Regions from separate parts of the Mus musculus genome. Here all the other regions are linked to region 1. The links are chromatin contacts, called in public HiChIP or PLAC-seq and promoter capture Hi-C maps. All regions are on one chromosome and are shown on one strand. Each heading gives the region's core, a stretch centred on a gene start, on an enhancer-like site or on the middle of the called end of the contact. The rest is flanking DNA. Distances are from core to core; before and after follow the strand shown.

Evidence for each region. Promoter capture Hi-C pulls out the DNA fragments that hold promoters and counts their contacts. HiChIP or PLAC-seq counts read pairs in DNA pulled down with a chosen protein or histone mark.
Region 2: a contact with region 1 is called in a promoter capture Hi-C map of the HPC-7 cell line, with 2.6 times the contacts expected there. The contact joins the enhancer-like site here to the promoter of Ect2 in region 1. A contact is called at or near these places in 4 of 39 promoter capture datasets (the C10 cell line, the HPC-7 cell line, embryonic stem cells and 1 more), 1 of 484 Hi-C or Micro-C datasets (embryonic stem cells), 4 of 115 datasets of contacts at active chromatin or transcription factors (DN3 thymocytes, double positive thymocytes, memory CD8 T cells and 1 more) and 2 of 9 other capture datasets (adipose tissue and liver).
Region 3: an H3K27ac HiChIP or PLAC-seq map of extraembryonic endoderm stem cells shows a contact between it and region 1. The contact joins the enhancer-like site here to the promoter of Ect2 in region 1. A contact is called at or near these places in 1 of 39 promoter capture datasets (pre-B cells), 1 of 484 Hi-C or Micro-C datasets (embryonic stem cells), 3 of 115 datasets of contacts at active chromatin or transcription factors (DN3 thymocytes, extraembryonic endoderm stem cells and memory CD8 T cells) and 1 of 9 other capture datasets (liver).

The regions. Positions count from the first base shown.
Region 1 is chr3:27,152,399-27,157,218 of GRCm38.p6, forward strand. It overlaps Ect2 (ect2 oncogene), which reads right to left and starts at 1,480. Exons shown (of 24, transcript NM_001177626.1): 1 at 1,305-1,480. 1700125G22Rik (RIKEN cDNA 1700125G22 gene) reads left to right here and starts at 1,628. Exons shown (of 3, transcript NR_040548.1): 1 at 1,628-1,912; 2 at 2,342-2,533; 3 at 4,238-4,621.
Region 2 is chr3:27,451,976-27,456,491 of GRCm38.p6, forward strand. It overlaps Fndc3b (fibronectin type III domain containing 3B), which reads right to left. Exons shown (of 26, transcript NM_173182.3): 21 at 4,474-4,516. Among named protein-coding and RNA genes, the nearest start is that of Gm32738, 28 kb to the right of the region's middle. Within about 2 kb of position 2,191, at least 42 of the 459 cell types and tissues checked have an H3K27ac peak or open chromatin away from gene starts, as enhancers often do. A contact at or near this core is called in the HPC-7 cell line and memory CD8 T cells, where this site is marked.
Region 3 is chr3:27,468,865-27,473,415 of GRCm38.p6, forward strand. Fndc3b (fibronectin type III domain containing 3B) reads right to left here. Exons shown (of 26, transcript NM_173182.3): 12 at 1,358-1,482; 13 at 2-176. Among named protein-coding and RNA genes, the nearest start is that of Gm32738, 11 kb to the right of the region's middle. Within about 2 kb of position 2,692, at least 15 of the 459 cell types and tissues checked have an H3K27ac peak or open chromatin away from gene starts, as enhancers often do. A contact at or near this core is called in extraembryonic endoderm stem cells, where this site is marked.

The DNA of each region.
Region 1 (4,820 bases), core at 230-2,729:
TGTGCCAAAGCTTTACAATGCACCTTTAAGGATACTTTTAGTTTACATGATCCTCTTAAAAAAAAAAATCACCAAACAACTGACAATGTGTGGCCTAAAATTCCAGCACCCACAAAACAGAGGGAGGAGATACATAACTAAACCCTTTCTCACTACACCCCAAAACACTGGAAATGCTTAAATACACAGATCATTTATTACCAAAACAGCTCCATAATATACAGCAAAAGAGCTACACGCTACACTAGTGATACAACCAGCATCTAGCACCCAACATCACCGCAAACTTAAGTGCACCAGGTCACTTTCTTCCTTTTCACATATTCTACAGACCTTTTAAAAATAAACACAACGGAATCGTGATCATAAAAACAATCTATCTTTGACTCGGGATGTGACTCAGCTGCAGTCAGTGTGCATGAAGTCATCCGCGGGCACCTCAGAAACCAGGTAAGGTGAAAGTACACCTGTAATCCGAGCACCCAGAAGAGGGGGTAGAGGCAGACAGAGTTCCTTGTCACCCTAGGCTCCACAATTCAAGTCTATGCTGGGGTACCTGAGATCTTGTCTCACAAACACATGGATTCTTTTAAACAAATAGTCATTTCAGCTTTTCTTTTAAATAAACCTTTTTTTTTTCCATAAACACGTCACACCAGAGTAAGGAACCCAAACTACAATAGTGTATACGTTATTGATAACAGTGCAATTAGCGATTCTCATTTACTTAGAGCTCAATATTTTAGTCACTATCTTAAATCTTTCCCTTGCCACTTTTTAACGCTTGCAGCCATCCTAAAAGACAAATGTCACTGTCATATCCAGTTTGTGGCTAAGGAAGTTGCTCACACAGCGACTCCTAGCCGGGTCTAACTGAGGGAGCTAAGTTAACCGCTAACCACACACATCTGTGGCCAGGAAGGGGCGGGGCGGCCTGTGTTTTATATTTTTAAAAATTGAAAATCGGAATTCTACAGGAATTCCAGAGGGAAACCACAAAACAATCAAGGCAGCTCGGGGCTGCGGCGGGCGGGCGGGAGGCCAAAATCCCGGTCCCAACTGCGCCCTTCACCCTGAGGCGCCGGACAGAAGCAGAATAGATAGAGAGCCCAGCCTCCCGCAAGGAAGGGCCGGGACGAGAGCAGAGGGCAGGACAGGAGGCGGATGTGGGGAAGGAGGATGGAGGGGAGCGGGACAGACAGGTACGCAGCCGTGGGAGCTCACCGCGGCGGGGGCGCCGGCCTTGGTCGCCACGGCCCGTGCTCAGTTCCGGGTTCCCGAATCCCTTCCCGTCCCCCACTCACCCCGCAGTCCTCACCACGCTCAGAGATTTTAAAAAGGAACCACGACGGCGCAGTCCTCGCTTATCCTTCTCAAACACTAAGTCTCCCCCTCACAGGCGCCGCCATGGCTCGAGAGAGGCTGCCGCCTCCGATTCAAAAAAATCCAGTCGCTCTCTCTAAGAGCCATGCTGATTGGCGCGCTCTGTCAACCTCCTTTTGATAGGCTGGAACCTCGGGCGGACTGCCGATTGGTCAATCCCAACGTCTGCCTTCGGGAGGCGCCGGCTGATTGGTTGTGAGTGTGTTTCAAATCCGGTAAACGGCTGGAGCGTGCGAACGTCGGCGGAGTGCCCGGATGTGGGCTTGAGGAGGCGTGGCTCTGCAGCGCCTCTGGATGCAGCAGGTGTTTCTGTGGTTACCGCTTGTTTACTCCGTAAACAGCCCAGTTCCTGATGAACGGTCTCTCTGCCATCACCTCCAACTTCAAGAAAAAGTACCAAGCACCGCAAACCGATCCGCTCTTACTACTAACCAGATTTTATTTTTGAAGACAAGCTTGCATCTGAGTAATTAATATAAAAAAGTGTATAAGGAGATTTTAGAATCTCCTGAAGCAAAACTGCTTCTGGGTGGGTTGCTCCCTCCCCACCCCAACTCCCAGCTTAGGAATGTTAGTGACTGTGCTTGGAAGTCTAGAAAAGAAGGGATTGTTTTACCCCTGGGATCAGTATTGCTATTTTGAAATTTGTTTCTAGATGGAATGTTCTATAATACAGTCGCCTAGGCATACACTTCTAGCTGGGTGTGGTCTCAAAGCCTGTACTAAGGAGGACAAGACCAGCCTAGGCTATAGGAGACCAGGACTCAAAACAATTATTTTTCACTTTCAAAACCTTACCAAGTGTTTGGATCGGTTGCTAGGCCCCAAATCTCATTAAGAGGTTTTTAAAGCACTTTTGAAATTTAGATTGATAAATTTTATGTGTCTTTTTGCCTATACATATTATTTTTTCCTGAACGTATGTGCATTTGTGAGTGCCTGCTGTCCTTGGACATAGGAGGAGGCCAGATCCCCAGAGACTGGAATTACAGAGAATGATGAACCACCAGGTGGGTGCTGGAAATCAAACTCACGGCCTATGTGTGAGAAACAAACGCTTTAAACCACTGAGCCAACTCACTTTAAGCCCAAAATCTACTTTAAAACCAAAAGAACTTCTTGACAGCCTAAGCAGTTCGACAAGTCTACGGTGAGTTCATAGAATGAGTAAAACAATCTATAGTTTTGTCTGTCTGGTTGGTTGGTTTTTAGGGTTTTTTGCCTACCAGTATCTATGGCCTGCCAATCACTAGAATTCCGCACTAGCCTTTGGAGTGGAAGAAAGGAAAAATCGGCCTGGACCTTGCCCAGAGAAGTGTGCTTGCAATTTAAACTGGGGTGTGTCTGGCATTCCAAGCATTCTCCTCACTAAAGTAGAAGGCAGCCGCCTCCTTTGTGCCCTGCCCGAGGAGAGCTAGCTTCCCAGTCTGTTGGGTGAGAGTGTAGGATTGCAGTGCAGGAAGGCTAGCTTAGCCTCTTACAGCGAGGGCAGCCCTTTGGTGAGAAATGAACAAGAGATACTATCTTCACCTGCAGGTTGTTATTTACTCGGCAAATCTGTATTAAGTGTAAGAAAGTATTTGCTTGGGGGAAAGCATGAATAAGGGATAGACACAGCCTGTCAGAGTTGGGGGCTGGGAGGAATGATGTAATCCCATCACCACAGAGAGGGGAGCTACAGTTCAAGGTCATTCTAGGGTGCATACCAACTTCCAGGCCAGCCCAGGCTCTGTGAGGCCCAGACATCTTTAGACATAAAAATATAAAGAAAGTCAGATATAATAGATGGGTGTAAAGAAAGCCTAATATAGAAAACACTCTATGGGAAGTGCTGTTTTTTTCTTTTTTGAGGAAATGCTGACAGGAAGCATTTTAGATAATTGTGTGAGAGATGATTGCTGCCAATCTGTACCAAGCAGGGTGCAGATCCTGGTGAAATAAGGCACAGTCCTCTATCTTTGAATCCCTACTCCGGAGTGTGTATGTGGGGGGAGTTACTTGGAGGTCAAAAGAAAAGAATCTGTTCTTTCCTTCCACTGTGGGTTTGAGGAATCTGGCTCAGGTCATCAGGTTGTATTGCAAGAGCTTTTATACACTAGGTCCTCTCACTGGTACGTTAATGGGGGGGGGGGGGAGTTGGGAAGGGTTAAGGGGTTTCTCGCCAGTTAAGAGCTCTTGTGGCTCTTGCAGAGGACCTGGCTTTGGTTTCGAGTATCCACATGGTGGTTCAAAACCACCTCTAACTCACTCCAGTTCCAGGGGATCTTCCATCTTATGCTTTCTTTTTTTCTGGCCAAATGTGAGGATTAGACATGCAAGTGATATGTATACATACATCCAGCAAAACACTCATACACAAAAAATAAAATTTTCAAATCTAAACATGTTTTTAATGTGTAGACCTTTTTAGAAAAGCATGGTCTATTTGCTCTTTGATAAGCAGAGGGTGTGCAGAGGTAGGAACCCAGTTAAAGCTGTTCTCAGTAATTTACTCACAGTTATTGTGCAATAAGCGCTAAGCGTCCAGTAAGGTACGCTAGGAATGAGACGGAACAGACAAGAACCTTGACCTCATCCTGGAACTAGCTTTTATCCCACAAGCTTTCACAAAGAGAACAGTAATAAAAAAATAACTGTCTGATTCTGAAGCTTTTTCAAGTGTTTTCCTACTCCTGAGTCTACACAGCAACAATCTTTTTATTAGCACACTTATAGATAAGGTTAAAATGACTCGATGGCATAGTAACCCTGAACTTCTAAAGAATAAACCTCGGGTACTGGTTTATTTGCTTACTGTGACTAACCTCCTTTTAAAATGCCCATACTAATCCAGACACCTATAATCCCAGCACAGAGGCAGTAGAAACAAGAGAAGATCAAGACTGGACCGTGAAGCACCAGGAACTGACTAAGGTGCATAATTTACCCACCAAAGCAGAGCTGGCCTCCAGGTTCCCCAGCGCCCCCCTCAGTCCCTACCTGGCATACCCTGCCCCCAACAGGGAACTTTCCAGCCCAGGTGCTTGTCCGCCCTCCCCCAAGAGTCTCCTCCCAATATAATCCAGACATTTAGTCTCTGCCCTTCTCTCTCTTCCTCTCCTTCTCTTCTTTCTCCTCCAATGCTCCCTTTTGCTCCCCTACCCCCACCCCCATGGCAATCCCATGGCCTCAATCCCTGGGGTCAGTGAACCTGCCCGCCTGAGAGTAGCATCCCAATAAACCTGTCTTCAGGTACTCCAATCTGACTCGAATTGGTTCATCTCACTGCCGGAGAAATAACCTATCACAAAGCTACACAATGAGTCTCCAAAACAAAAAACGAAACACCACCAAAAGGCTAGACAAGACATGATGATGCGTGCTTACAGTCTCCGCTTTGGGAGGTAGAGGCAGGAGGATCAGAAGTTCAAACTCGTGCCAGCAAATATGTGTCTGCT
Region 2 (4,516 bases), core at 941-3,440, 300 kb after region 1:
TCCTCCCACTGCATCTCCCACCGCATTCCACATCCTCCAGGCTGTTGGGGCACAGAGTTCCTGGGGACACCTGTTTTCCTCTCATAACCATGTCTTGCCCTTCAAAATATCAGAAGTCAGGCTAACCCACCTACCTTCTCTCTAGGTAGTGTCATTACCCTCCCTGGTATCTGCACAGACTCTGCCCTAGAGCCTATACTCAGAGATTAGATGCAAGTCAGGACTTACTCTGCTTTTCATTTTTATTTACATGTATGTATCTGAGTATATGCCACATGTGTACACATGTGACCAACGTGGTCAGAGGGAGTTGGATCCCTGCAGCTGGAGGTATAGGTGGCTGTACCAGGACTGGGACTTGAACTCGGGTCCACTGGAAGAACACTATGTGCTTTTACCCTGAGCTCCCTTCTCTAGCCAGGAGTCAGGGAGTTTAGTTTAGACCCTTTTGATGGATTCCACCTTACTCAGGATGAAGATGCAAGCCCTGTATTACAGAAGCACAGAGAGAAGCTGTATGCTGCCCGTCACTGCATCTCAGACACACCCAACAGCTCTTGGACTTCTTCGTCCACTGCTCTTAATGTCATTGGCTCTACTGGCTCCTGGACGCTCCTCACGGACGTCAAGCACCCCTTGATGCCCGCCCAGGACCTGTGCCTTTGCTCCTCATGCCCAGCCTTTCTCCCTGACACTGTTCATCTCAGGTCTTCCCTACAAAGTCTGGCTGAGCATCTAAGTGTAATCACTTCTTATCCCAACCTCCATGGTCCCTTCCCATCGTCACTCACAGCTCATCACTAACATAGTTAATGGATTTGTGTGCCTGCTTCACTGTAAAACGTGACAACTCAAACAACGCCTGCTATGGAAGACATGCTCCTTAAATGTTATACAAATATTCTTCTCTTTCAAAGAATAAAATATTTGGCAGCTTTCTTATAACAAGAGGAAAACCAGGCCTGGACAGTTGGTGCTGTGGCTGAGGGTCCAGGTTTGATTCCCAGCACCCACGTCTGCTGTAACTCTCCTTTCAGGAGATTTGGCTACTGGCCTCAGGAGGCACTGGAGATATGTGATGCATTTATACACACACATGTAGAACACTGATACACTCGGGGAAAGGAAACATTTCTTTCAAAAGATAAAAGCCAGATTCATTTAATCCAGAGAAATAGAAAAACTAGGGAGATAAATTCTAATTTTTAGGGCCTAAAACAAAGCTTAAGGTTCTTTCATTTATTAACTGAAGACCAACAGAGCACCCAAAACAGAAGACAGACTAAGGATATTTGCTTCCACGAACCCCCACTAGCTCTGGATGATAAGGTTCTGAGATAGTACTGTTTCATTATGACCCCCTCAGCCTTTCCCCTAAGAACTCTAGCCTAACAAACTATTTTATGAATCTATATTTTAAGATCTAATTTAATTTCTGTTCTTTTGCTGTGCTGGAGATTGCAGCTGAAGCCTTGTGTGGCAGCCTGGATGCTCTTGGCAGTGGGCGGGGAGGGAGAAGGCTTTCACAGTGGGAATTCAGCTCAGATCTCCAGGGCATCATTTAACAGGTACAGTCGTCTGCGGCCTGGTCCCTCAGTGAGCAGATGGGGTGGGAACGCTGAGTCACGGGATGACTGTCCAGGCTGTACTGCTTAGCAGGGGAAGTGTGGGGAAAGCTACCCAGGCCCACACCAGGCACCTTAACTCCCCAGTGGGAAAACGCCAACAAAGCAGCAGTTCCCCAATTTTTCTAAACTTATTTGTGCTAGTTTTAGGCTCACAGAAGGACTACAGGAAAAGGAACAGGAAAAGGAACATCTGCTTCCTCTAGAAACCACTTTTCACTTGCTTGAGGGTAACGATAAGAAACCAGGCGACTGGGGCTGGAGACACAGCCGGCTCAGTGGGTAGGCACACCGGCCGCACTTCCAGAGGACCTGTGTTCACTTGCCAGGGCCCATGGGGAAGCTCACAACTACCTGTAACTATAGTCCCTCTTCAGGCCCATGTGAGTACTGCATGCACACGGGACACAGACAAGCAGTCAGGTAAACACTCAAACATATATAATAAAAATAAATAAAATCTAAAAAGAAAAAAAAAAGTTGAAAGGCAGAACCGACCTGGAGAGTATCCTCAGGACAGCACTGTGAACCACTGAGGCCTAATCAGACCCACCCACATTCCCAGCCCTGCTCCTTTCCGCCCCAGGGGTCTGCCCACTGTCGCTCTCTCTGCCCACAGCAGGCTTGGCTGTGTCGAAGACTCTTGATTTACAGACTTCTAATTCAGAGCTTACAAAGGAAACGTAAAATCAGCTTTTACTAAACAGTACTACAGCCATGACAAGTGCCTCTTTGGTATTTCTTTTGTGTGTGTGCATGGTTGGGGCAGCGGGGAGCGGCACACTGACACTTCTTAATGACATGACACTCCTTAATTCAGATATCCTCAAGGAACAAGTCACAAATTCCTGAGCAAAACAAGAAATGGCTAAATACCAAACTGTATAGTTATGAAAATGATATTTTGAAATGTCAAATAATTCAAAAGAATATTCAGGGTTGGCTTGACCACAAGGTAATGTCAAGTGACCGCAATCTGCAGTGTTTATATAGCTCACGGGTGACAGGAAGTCAGCAGATGGGCGAGGCTTGCTCCTGGCAGCCTTTCTTCAGCCCAGTAATGGAGGTACAAGAAGTGCTAACCTCCTGCCACAGGTAGGGTCTGATTCAATTCAGACAAGCACAGGCATTTAAAAACACTTTCTACCCCTGACTGCCAACCCAGAGACACAGGGCTATTATTTTGCAGGTTCTATTCTGATCGTGGTGTCTTTTAAAACATAGTTTAGGGAAGTCAATACTGAGCAAAAACATGATCCTACAGGAAAGAGGGAGGCAGAGGGCACAGAACTAAAGCGGCGAGGCTCTGGAAACACAGGACAGGGCTCTAACGGACAGCAATGTGCTGGTTGCTCCCTGTACCTTCCTCCAGTGACTCAGCCTCATTGACATGGGATCAGATAATGTGCTGTGACCTGCATTCATTGACACAGGGCTAATGACACCACGCATGGCCCATTCACAAAGGAACAGAGGGCATTGCCCAACAAAGGCATTTAATGAGAAATGTTTATGATGAAGCAGGCCCCCAAACACAAGAGAAAAGGCTTTGGTTCATCTGGAAAATTAATTTACACAGGGAACACCTCTGCCAGGAGGCCAGGACACTAAGTATATGTCTCCTGCGCCACTTGCTGCAGGCCTGAGCACGGCTACATGAGCTTCTTTATCTACTGAAGCTGAAATGTGCTCCAAGACAGGCTGCCTCAGGGCAGCACCTGTGGCGACGATCCTTCCATCTCCCCTGAGCATCCTTCCGCCCCAAAGAAGCAGTGTTCAGAAGTCACTTTTGAATACATGGGAAGAAACGGATACTGACCTGGGAGTCCCAGTATATTGAGCGTATGTATATAAAAGGGAAAACCCAAGTTAATAATGTAAAGGATATGTGTGATAACTAATAATCTTAGGGTCAGACTATGAACCAGTGCTCCTGATGGTACAGTGTGTGCTCCCAGACAGAAGCTTAAAGGTAAGCAGCCCGGAATGGTCTTGATACAGTAAACGATCAACTTGAAAGACCCGACCTCACTAGGAACGTGGCCTTGGGGCCTGACTGTGGGGACAATAGATTTATGTGTAGGGGTGGCACTATCCCAGGAGCGGGATCCTGGACTGTGTAAGTGGAGACAGGAAGCAGAGTCAGCGTGTGCTCAACAGCGGTATATCAGTTTCCTGTCTGTGTGCCAGTTCCAGGTTGCTTTCACAGAAGTGGGATCGGAACGCATCTGTCCTGGGAAGTGGGAGCCCCGCCCCTTGGGTCTAGTCGCTTGTCCAGTGCTCTGAGAACAGTGTGGATCATCGTGCTACTGAGAAGACAAGCAGAGAAGATCCTGGGCTTTCTCTAACATGTTATGACCTCCTAGAAGAGATAAAATCATCTGTGAAACACCTAGTGTGTGCAAGGAGTTACGTATGTGTGCAGATGTGCCCGCTGTGTGTGTGCACACATGTGTGTGCGTATGTGTAGGACCCAGGTCAACATCAGGTGTATTTCCTCTGTTTTCCACCTTACTTCCGGAGACAAAGTCTTTCATTGACAGTGGAGCTCAGCAGTTTGGCTACTGGTTGCCCAACAAGCTCTCTGGAACCCACCTGTATCTACCACCCCCCAACCCCAGTGTTGGAGCCACCGACAAGTACTACAGCACCCAACTGTTAGGAGTCTGCTGGGGGTCTGAACTCGTGTCTTCATGCTTGTGTGGTAGGCACTGCTCTGAGGGAGCCATGTGCCCGGCCCTTCAGAGGACTTTCCCTTGTGATCCCTCCTCTATAGCCTTCAGCTGTTTTCCTGAAATACCTTCCAGTGAATATCTGTCACTGGGAGTAGAGTCGGGTGCTCACCTACCTGTAGTCTGCAGCAATACTGTGCAGCAGGCAACAGATCTCGC
Region 3 (4,551 bases), core at 1,442-3,941, 320 kb after region 1:
CGTTCTCATCCTCCTGAATGTCCAGGGTGTAGGTTATCACTTCCTCAGGCGAGCAGCCTTCTGGCCTGCTCCACTGCAGGGTGATCCAGGTGACGCCGGCTCGGACAAGCCGGGGTGCCAAGGGCATCTGCGGGATGTTTCCCAACGTGTAGCACACGACCTCCTGGCTGTAACCACTGTGGGGGAGTGAGCACAGGAGACATGTGGGCACTGTGTCAGAGGGATCCTGTATACAGGAGATGGCCCAGTAGAGCTTCAAAGTGCCACAGTGGGCTCTACAGTCTGCACTTACAAGAGCACGGCAGACCTGAGAGAGTAGGCTGGCCGTTTTGCTTCCCTCAAAAGCACACCATGGCACTGTATTTACTAAGGTAAGAGCAGCGGCTACAGAAGGACTGCAAATGAAGGCGGCACCAACAAGCGACTCTGCTGATGGAACCTGAGTCTCACAGTTTTCCAACTCTGTGAGTGCTTCTAATTCATTTAAAAATTGCTCAACCATAGACGCCTTTATCGTGCCGACATTTCCAGTCAGAAAACTCTTAGGATATATTGGTTTCCAGGCACTGGGAGGAAGTTCTAAAAACTCTGTGATGTTTCAGAGAGGTTCTCTAGGCTAGGGCCACTGCATGGCCTAGTCTTTAAGATGCACTTATGAAAGAAAGAGATTTTTCCTCTTGATCAAGCGGTATCTAGCAAGAACTGAGACATCTATTTTCAAAGCCCCTTAATCAACAGGCCCCTAGGTTAGGAGTGGTTTCTTTCATTCCTTTGGCCGCCTGCATAGAGACATCTGTAGCAGAGGCAGTCCAGGTTTTCTCTGTTTCTGCGACTTGATAATAGCTGCTCAGCAGCCCTCAGTATCAGCAACAGTCACACAAATGAAAAAGAAGGCTCTGGAGGACTGTCCCATTAAAAGTGAGGTGGAAGCCGGGCGTGGTGGCGCATGCCTTTGATCCCATCACTCGGGAGGCAGAGGCAGGCGGATTTCTGAGTTCGAGGCCAGCCTGGTCTACAGACTGAGTTCCAGGATAACCAGGGCTACAAAGAGAAACCCTGTTTCAAACCCCCCCTAGCCCCCTACACCCCACCCCCCAAAGTGAGGTGGAATAGGAGCAGGTGTTGGGGGAAGGGCAGCTTCCTTTACAAAGCTCTCCTGTTGCCTTCCCCCATGACAGCAGTGAGGCTGAGAGAGGTCCAGCTAGGCCGGCCACCTCAGAGGCCTTCTCTCACCTCAGGATTTGCTCTCAGAGGTGCTCCGTGCAGAGGCAGCATCCTCACACCTTCAAGCAATGTGAGAGACTGCCAGAGCCATGCCCTGACATTTGACAGGCAAGGAGAAAAGGAGACGCCATACCTGGTGCCGATGTCGTTCCGAGCAGCGAGCCTGAACGTGTAGCCCATGGCTGGACAGAGCTTTGTCAGTTTGCAGTGCTTCTGGCTTCCAAAGAAACACTGTCTGAAACCACTGTTTCTCTTTCCCTGGAAGGACACAGAGACTGTTCATCTACCCGAAACTCACCCAGAACATAGCACTCTCCATCTACCTGTTTATTATCACTACGCTTATTCATTCATTCATCATTTAAACTTAAAGTTACTGTGTGGATGGATGGGGGTTTGCCATGACATTTCCAAATGTATACAATTGTAAAAAAAACCCAAAAACCAAAAAACAAATTACCATAAGAAAATGAAGGAATATTTTAAACAAAAGCTGAAATTTCTAGTTTGGATGAATTAAGACAACAGGAGGTGGGTATCCCGAGGAACCGGCATTGAACATGAAGCACCCCACATGGAAGTGCACTCTAAACACAAAAGCCACACAGACCTGCCAACGAGGCCCAGAGCCCTTCGGACTTGGGCGTCTAACAGGGTTTAGTTGATAGCATAGGATGAAGGTCAGTCCCAGGGCGATGTGGCAGGAAAGGCGATGTGGCAGATAAGAACTGCGGTCACTAAGATGCTCCTCACTTGCGTGGGTGGCCGTGGCCATTGAACAAGGGAGAGTTGCATAGAGCTAAGGATCGCACCTCGGAAGTGGCCTGGCCTTTCTCAGGAATCCTCACACCCCACCCCACCCCCATCTGGGCAGCTGGCCTCCCTGCTTGTCTTGTCTCTTCTGTCACAGTGGCTCAAACCCCTGGATACACCCATCACGGTGGCCATGGTGAGCTGTTTGTTTACTGGTTCCTAAATACTGGCCACAAGCCTTTGAGTCATCCTGTCCACATCAGGAGCAGCTCAAACTCTGCAGAAGGACTTATCATTGTTTGATAAGACTTGGAATATTGGTTGAATGCCTATATCTAACCCCACCCCCCCACACACACATACACACCCAGACAGATAGACAGAGACACATACAAAGAGTGAGGGAGAGAAAGAGAGAGAGAGAGAGAGAGAGAGAGAGAGAAAGAAAGAGAGAGAAAGAGAGAGAAAGAGAGAAAGAGAAAGAGAGAGAGCGTGCGCATAAGCATGTATTCATTCTAAGTTTCTTATGAAGAGTTTTCAAGTTCTTCTGTGTAAAAAGAAAACCTGTCATCATGTAGAGTGCCTGTCAGTCTGTCTGTCTTTTGTCCTCGGGGTTGAGCCCTGGGTTTCAAACATGACAGGCAACCATTCCATTGCTGACTCACTCCTAACCCCCTCATCCCATTTCATTTTAAGACAGAGTCACCAAAGGTCCTTAAGCCGGCCTTGAGTTTGTGATTCTCCCTCACCAGGCTCCTGAGGGAGCTGGGATACAGCCTGAGACTCTAGACTCAGGTCTGCGGCTGGGGTCTCATGGTTCTACATTTAAGGAAAAAGACCATTTAAGCTGGGCCATGGTCAGAGACATAAAAATTCATATGAGCAGTTTTATGAACAGCATTTCCACTCACAATGAATATTATCTTATTGGTCGATCATGAAACAAGGAAACATACTACCCAGGCACGGGGGTGAACACCGGCAACTCCAGCCCTCAGGAGGCACAGGCAAGATGATCACCAAAAATCTTGGACCAGCCTGGTCTACATATTGAGTTGGAAGCCAGCTAGGGCTACATGGTTAAGACCCTGTTTAAAACAGAACCAAACCACCTCACATTATTAACTAACAAAGGCAAAACAGAGTGAATGTTCTCGCCAGGTCCAGAGACTCCAGGAGTATGTCTGAAACTCGCAAATTACTTCCTAAAGCAGGAAGCCAGCAGTTTTCTTCTAAGCCAATTTAAGAATCTCTTTTCTGTAAGCAGGCTCTGAATATAGACCGCTGAAACACATTTCAGGTGACATGTAATTAAGAAGAAACACACTAGAGCAGACAGACTAAACATAAACACGCAGTATCCACCCAGCAGTGTAAATCCCATTTATAATCCAGCTCCCCGTCTCCTCCCCAGCCAGGAGGGCACTGTCTCAATGGAAGCCCTGATGATCTGTAAGATTTAAAGCTCACTCTGCCAAGGGTTCAGACACCTTGAGGTGCAGGGTGGACGGGTGGAGGTAAGAGCACGCACGTCCCAGCATGACAGAGCAAAGCCACTGTGTGGCTGGTACACTGGTGACTGGCACCGGCTTTCACCTTGGATGCGTGGATTGATACAGTAGATCTACTCATGGGGATGCTGCCTCTGTGTACATCAGCAGTTCTGGCCAGTGTCCGGTTACACTACATGTGCATCCTGTGTGCTCACAGTCAGTCATCTTAGCAGCAGTGAGATCTGCCTGCCTTCCTCCCCTGTTTGTGAACCCAGAGCAAACAGGCTGAAAAAGGCACACCCTGCCCTTGAGTTGCTTTCCCTTCCACGCCTGTGTGGGTTCCCCTCAGAGCCTCATTTCTCCTGTGCCTATATTTGGCCTCCGTTGCCCATTTCTGGTACTTAGAACTATAGCCAGTAAATACAAGTCGGCCTCTTCCTTACTAGTTGATTTGCTTCACTGTGCAAGAGCCATTCCGTTTACAACGTTAAGGGTAGTTAATCACCAGAAGGTAGATTTCTCTTTTCAAGGTATCACTAGAGAGCTGGAGATGGAAATGCCCCAGATCCCGCACGGCATTTGCCCTGACATTAAAAAGCAGCAACCCAGCCTCTATGGACAAACTATCCAAACTTTTCTTATTTATTTTTCCTTTTACATAGGGTGGGCTTGTGGATGTGACTGCAGTTCTTGCTATGGCCAGAAGAGGGCATCAGATCCCCTGAGACAGGAGTTACAGGCAGATGTGGGGCATCTGGTGGGGGTGCTAGCACTCACACACAGGTCTTCTAAATGATATTAAATGCCGAGCTCTCTCTAGCTCCAAGCTTTCTTTAATAACAACCCCTGAGATGTGCTATGATGTACATAGAACTTAGGAATATGTAGAAAGATTGAGAGCTGTGCTGGTTGGTTTTGTGTGTCTACTTTACACAAGCTGGAGTTATCACGGAGAAAGGAGCCTCCCTTGAGGAAATGAAGCCATGAGATCCAGCTGTAAGGCATTGTCTCAATTAGTGACCAAGGCGGTGGGGGGTGGTGGTGGTGGTGGTGGTGGTTGGGGGTGGGTGGGAAGAGCACC